Linked DNA regions of Ovis aries: region 1 is linked to region 2. Evidence: chromatin contacts called from public Hi-C data. All regions are on one chromosome and are shown on one strand. Each heading gives the region's core, a stretch centred on a gene start, on an enhancer-like site or on the middle of the called end of the contact. The rest is flanking DNA. Distances are from core to core; before and after follow the strand shown. Region 1 holds the start of IGFBP3 (insulin like growth factor binding protein 3). Region 2 has its middle 150 kb from the start of TRNAK-CUU.

What was found. Hi-C and Micro-C count contacts between places; a contact is called where the count stands out from the background.
Region 1: a Hi-C map of skin fibroblasts shows a contact between it and region 2, with 2.4 times the contacts expected there. The contact joins the promoter of IGFBP3 here to the enhancer-like site in region 2. A contact is called at or near these places in 5 of 16 Hi-C or Micro-C datasets (hypothalamus, liver, mixed tissues and 2 more).

What each region holds. Positions count from the first base shown.
Region 1 is chr4:77,776,918-77,779,646 of ARS-UI_Ramb_v3.0, forward strand. IGFBP3 (insulin like growth factor binding protein 3) reads left to right here and starts at 1,279. Exons shown (of 4, transcript NM_001159276.1): 1 at 1,279-1,690. The coding sequence starts at 1,282.
Region 2 is chr4:76,746,551-76,749,286 of ARS-UI_Ramb_v3.0, forward strand. No RefSeq gene overlaps it. Among named protein-coding and RNA genes, the nearest start is that of TRNAK-CUU, 150 kb to the right of the region's middle. Within about 2 kb of position 1,326, at least 5 of the 54 cell types and tissues checked have an H3K27ac peak or open chromatin away from gene starts, as enhancers often do.

The sequences.
Region 1 (2,729 bases), core at 29-2,528, 1.0 Mb after region 2:
GGGAGGGCAGACACCATTGACCCGCACGGAGCTGGCCCACCGGATTCGCGGAGACTTCGGGGAGCAATTGTGCCCTTCGGCTCACCACCCCGCCGCTCCCGCCCCCCGCCCGCCCCCCGCCCGCCCTGTGTAATGCGAGGTGTTCAGATTACACAGACGAGCGAGACTCCCAGAGTCTCCATTTCAACGCACCGCTGGGAACTTGAAAAAAAAACTAGCCTGAAAAAAAAAGACAGTGAATATCACCAATTTTAAGGACTGTTCAGTTATTAATTACACTTCAGCAATGCTCGGTTTATTGTTTTTTTTATATTCTTTTGTTGTGAATATAAGCTCTATTTGAAAACCTCATCAGGGAAAATACCTAAAACAAAGACAAGCGTGTCAAATTTCTGAGAAACCCTCTAAGTAACCATTTGCCGCCGGTCCATTTTAGTAACCAGGGACTTGCAGACACCCGGAAAGTGCGAACCCTCAAGGCACTGAGAAGTCTTATCTGGAAAGAGCGAAGACCACGTGAGCACCTGCAGAGGCGCATTTGTGGGGAGCGGGCTGCATGTGGTAAAGCCCCAAGTCCTTGGCTCCCTGAGACTTAGATGCGAATCGGGAATCCTCATTCAGAAATTCATCCTCCACCCCCCGACCCGAGGAATTAAAATTTTCAAAGCTTTGCAAAGTACACACGGTGAGAAGCTGCGCTCACCAGTTTCCTTGACACCATTTCGACGCGGAGTGACCTCAACCTGGGACACAGAGAGGGAAGGGCGGCTGCAAGGGAGTGGCCCAGGTCAGAGTCGCTGGCGTGGCCTGGGGCGCCAGAGATCCCGGGGTGACCAAGACTCCTGGGTGGCCGGAGGCACCTGGGACTGCAGACTGGTGGGGCTGCCAGGTTTCCGGGAATGGAGGGATTGTCGGGAGGGGGGGGGGGGCACCGAGCTTGCGGTAGCGAAACAGGTGCCTGCCGCTGCGGCCGCGGGCTATGCGCCCCCGCCCTTGACCCTGCAACACAAGGCTTGGCGCGGGTCTGCGGAGCCGGGTCTGCGCCGGCCCGCCCCCGCTCCCCTCCCCGCAGCCGGCGCGCCGTTCCGGGGCGTGTCCTCGGCCGCCCGGCTCCTATATAGCGGCCGGCGCTCCCCGGACCGCCCAGATGCGAGCGCGGCAGCTATTCCACGCTGAGGGCCAGCCCTTGCCAGCCCCGCTCCTACAGCGTCGCTCAGCTCGCTGCCGCCCAGTCCCCGCGCCCCGCGGCCGGACGAGCATCCGGCCCCCGCGGCGGGCGCCATGCTGCGGGCACGCCCCGCGCTCTGGGCTGCGGCTCTGACCGCGCTGGCGTTGCTCCGTGGACCGCCGGCGGCACGAGCTGGGGCGGGCACGGTGGGCGCCGGCCCGGTGGTGCGCTGCGAGCCGTGCGACGCGCGTGCCGTTGCCCAGTGCGCGCCGCCGCCCCCGTCGCCCCCGTGCGCCGAGCTGGTGCGCGAGCCGGGCTGCGGTTGCTGTCTCACTTGCGCGCTGCGCGAGGGTCAGCCTTGCGGCGTCTACACCGAGCGCTGTGGCTCCGGCCTCCGCTGCCAGCCGCCGCCTGGCGATCCGCGCCCGCTACACGCGTTGTTGGACGGCCGCGGGCTCTGCGCCAACGCCAGCGCCGTCGGCCGCCTGAGCCCCTACCTGCTGCCCGCGCCACCCGCGCCAGGTGAGCTGCCCGCGCCAGATGCGCTGCCGAAGCGCACCCCTGGGCCAAGGTCAGAGGTGGTGCTCCTTCGTAGCTCTTCCCGCCCCAAGGGTTGTACATGGGAAAGCTGAAGCCTCAAGACGCGAGGGCGCTTGCCGGAGATACCCTCCCCGACCGGCCTTCTTCTCTCTTCGTTCTTTGAGTTGCGCGTTCTTGTAAATTGTAAAACTCTTCCCGCGAAAACGGATTATAGATTCCCTGGGGAGGGAGGGAGCAGATTTGGAGGTTAGTGGTCAATGGAGAGGCCCTGGACGGAGGAGATTCTCCGGCCATTCATGCAGGAGCCGCGCGGAAATGTGGGCGTGTACTGTTTGGCACAATTCGGACTTGGGTTTCCCACGAACTAAGAACGAATGTGTCCGCGCAGACGATTCTTGCGGACCTAGAGGCGCAGGGGACGGGACCGGGTGCATTTGGACCGGGAATGTGGGCAGGCACGTTCTAGGAAATGGTACCTGGCTTTAAAAGTACTGAGATATGCACAGACCACAGTTTGCAAAGCAGTGTCCCGTCCAGGGGTGTCCCAAAACCAGGGAGGTGGGAACCGGGTATATCTTCTGCAGTCGGACAACCTGACGTTCAGAAAAAAGTGACTCTGAAGGTGGCAGGTGTTCCTCTAACTTTGAAGCATGCTTAGCCAGCCTCAGTCCTGTGAGTGAAGAAGTTTCCACATCGCTGAAGGCTAGGAGAAAAAGCCCCCACCTCCAACCTCCAGCTGGACAAAGCACAGTAGGCTAGCCTCCGCCCGCCCCAACATCCGTGGCTGGAAGGATGGAAGTCCCCTTCTAATTTCCCTCCGTGCAGGTTTCCTCTCCCAGGTGAGGCTATTTTCTTTCCAAAACCAGTGAAAAAGGTAAAATTACAACTGCCTAAAACATATACCGGCTATAGTAGACTGTTAGAATTCCTGGATGTGTTTGACAGGGCAGTTGGGTCATTTGCTGTGTGAGTACTTCACTGTTACTGTGCATTTTTGGAAATTCAAAAAGTGATCTTAGAA
Region 2 (2,736 bases), core at 76-2,575:
TGTATTTGTTTGGAATGCTTTAGGCACTGCACAGAACAAGAGCTGCATGCTCCTGGGGTTGGCTGGTCAGTGCTCTCCTGGGTGGAGTCCGTTAGCCAGTGTTGAGTACACATGATCACTCCCACTTTCTTGTCATTCAATCCTGTGAAACGAGTGGTGCTCTTCCCATTTTGCAATTAAGAGTATGTGCCTCAGAGAATTTGTGTCCTCTCCCTGGAAAATGACCGAGAAGGAATCTGCACACTAATGCGAAGTTTAAATTTCACTGCTTTATCTCTTGTCTTGTGCTTCATTAAAGAAGAATTATGCCGTTTTTTGGGGGAAAAGTATCTGAAACAAAGCACTGAGCTAACTCCTTGACTTCTGGTTGGTTAAATCCTTGACATGGTTTTTCTCTCATTATCCGCTTTTATTTAGGAGGCTAGAAGGCCAAAGCAAAGTTCCGTTTCATTATGTTCTGTTTCAAAGGAAGAAAAATATTTTAAAATTTGCATTAAAAAACTCTTTATTTCTTACAAGAATTCTCATGTTTTATGCATGGAGGAGTGGGTGCTGTTTGCACAGCCTCACCACTAGATGGCGATGTCTGAGCGTCGAGCAGAGCCCCGGGCAGTGGGCTCCAGTTCCAGCAAGGTTCCTGGGATGGTGGCTGGAGGGTCTGGTTCATTGGTCAGCAAAGTTCCCTGCACGTAAAGTAAAGCAAGGAAGATGAAAGTTCCTGGTAATTTTTATCCATGTCTGAAGCGCAGATTAGCTCCAGTTTCTATACCCGTGCTTGGGAAACCAGCAGTGTCTCCTTCTAGTCTTACCTTACAGCGCGTGTGTCGCGTGCATGGTCTATCTGAGCAGCCGACAGAGATGTGATGACGCGGCTGCTACGCTGTGCCTGTTGGGGACTCAGCCCTCCTTCCCAACCATGACTGGCTTCGCTGTCCTGCTCCATTTTTTGCTGGGGCTTTCAATGTTTGTTGCTGCGTCACCTGCCCACCACAGACACATTCGGCCTACTCCCGTCTGTCTGCCCTTCCTCCCAGTTAGGCTGCACACAGGGCCCTGTTGTTGGATTCTTCTGGCCTTTTTGCTCTATGGCCAGATGTGCAGGGCCTTGGAGTCTGCGATCAGGCTCCTTGACCCAGGAGCCCTGCTGAGTGACCTGGTGCTTTTGCATCCAAGGAGGTTCCTGCCTCTGACTCAGGGAATCCTGGAAAGGGAGCATTTCAGGACATCTAGGTCTGCAGAGGTCATTGTGCTACTTATCTACGGTGAGTCCTCCTAGTTCCCACCATCGCACCACGTCTTTGTGGTGCCTGTGTGAGTAAGGGCTGATTCATGTCTTCCAGAAGCCAACAGTCTGGTCACAGGAAAAGGCAGAGAGATTCCCACAGGAATGTGTGTTGGAGGAGAAGCACCTACAGCTTCAGGGAGCCGTGATGAGGGAGGTATGACCCCCTGTCTGGAGGATTTGGGCAAAGGGCAAGACCCCTGCAAGGTCTTTGAAGTGAGTGCATCCAGGCAATCACTTGCTTGGGGGACTGCTCCCCTCCCCCTTCTTCCTCAGTGTTTCCCCTGCCTCCCAGGCTGACTTCCCTGCACAGTGGTTAGCTGAGGATGGAGGGGTTCCTTCTGAGCGAGGAAACCCAGCAACCCCACCCTCTAGCTAACCTCCTGCTCCCCTTCTTGGACAGGAGGGTCCGAGTTGCTTCTCCTTAGGGGGAGGGGAGGTTACACTCTCTGGTCTGGGACAGGAGCTTCAGCTGGCTGTGCCCTCAGAATGTGGACATTCACTGTTCAGAGTGACCTTCCCAGACTGGTCTTGGTCCCCACAAGGTTAAGTTCCAGGATCTGGCTGCAGGTTTGGAAGGTGTTGAGCCACATAGCTGCTTTGGTTCTAAGTGTCACGTGGTTAGGTTAGAGGAAAATTCTGTCCACTGGCTGGCCAGTTCCTTCAGTGCCCACTAGGGCTGGGAGACTTAGATCTGATAGTAAAGACTGTCCTTTACTTGTCTTTCTTCTGTGGATATCTTCTGATAAAGAGTCTTATACTCTACCTGGCAAATAATCTTTTCTTTTGTACGTCATTTCAAAGAGAAAATGTATTCATCCGTACTTGAAATTCAGCTCTTGTAAATCATTCATTGACCAGAAAATTGACTAGATTGGTGCTGATTTGGGTGCTTTGTTGGCAGTTGGCAGCTGTGAGGCTGTATAAGGTGCCTTTATATTCTGATCTGACCTTATGTCAATTATCTGAATAGTAATGAGATGAAAATTGCAGAACCCGATGGCTGAGTCCACTCAGATGTGTGCTCTTTCTCTGCTTGGTTTTAATTTGCCCTGATGACAGCCCTACCCGATGTGATGTGAAGTAGCACCCACACTTTGGCCAACTTGGGCTTGACAGTGGCGTTCTCCCAGTAATGGAAGGCCATGCTGTCTGAGTGGGGGCCACAGAAGGTCTTGCCCATAGATGACTGGGGGGGTTCTGGCAGGGCTGAAGTGACTGTCCCAGCACAGCCTTTGGTTCCTTTCTCAAGAGCAGGAATTGGGGAATCCTGGGGATACCCAAGTGTGCATTTCTCGTGTGGTAATTGACCTATGGAGGGATTCATTTCTCACTAGTCTATCTACGGAGGCACCTGTGTGCAAAAGGACAGACACACAAGATCTTTAAAATTAAAGAAATATCTCAGGCTCCATTTGACATAGAGTTCTATTTTTTAGCAGACCTAGTAAAAA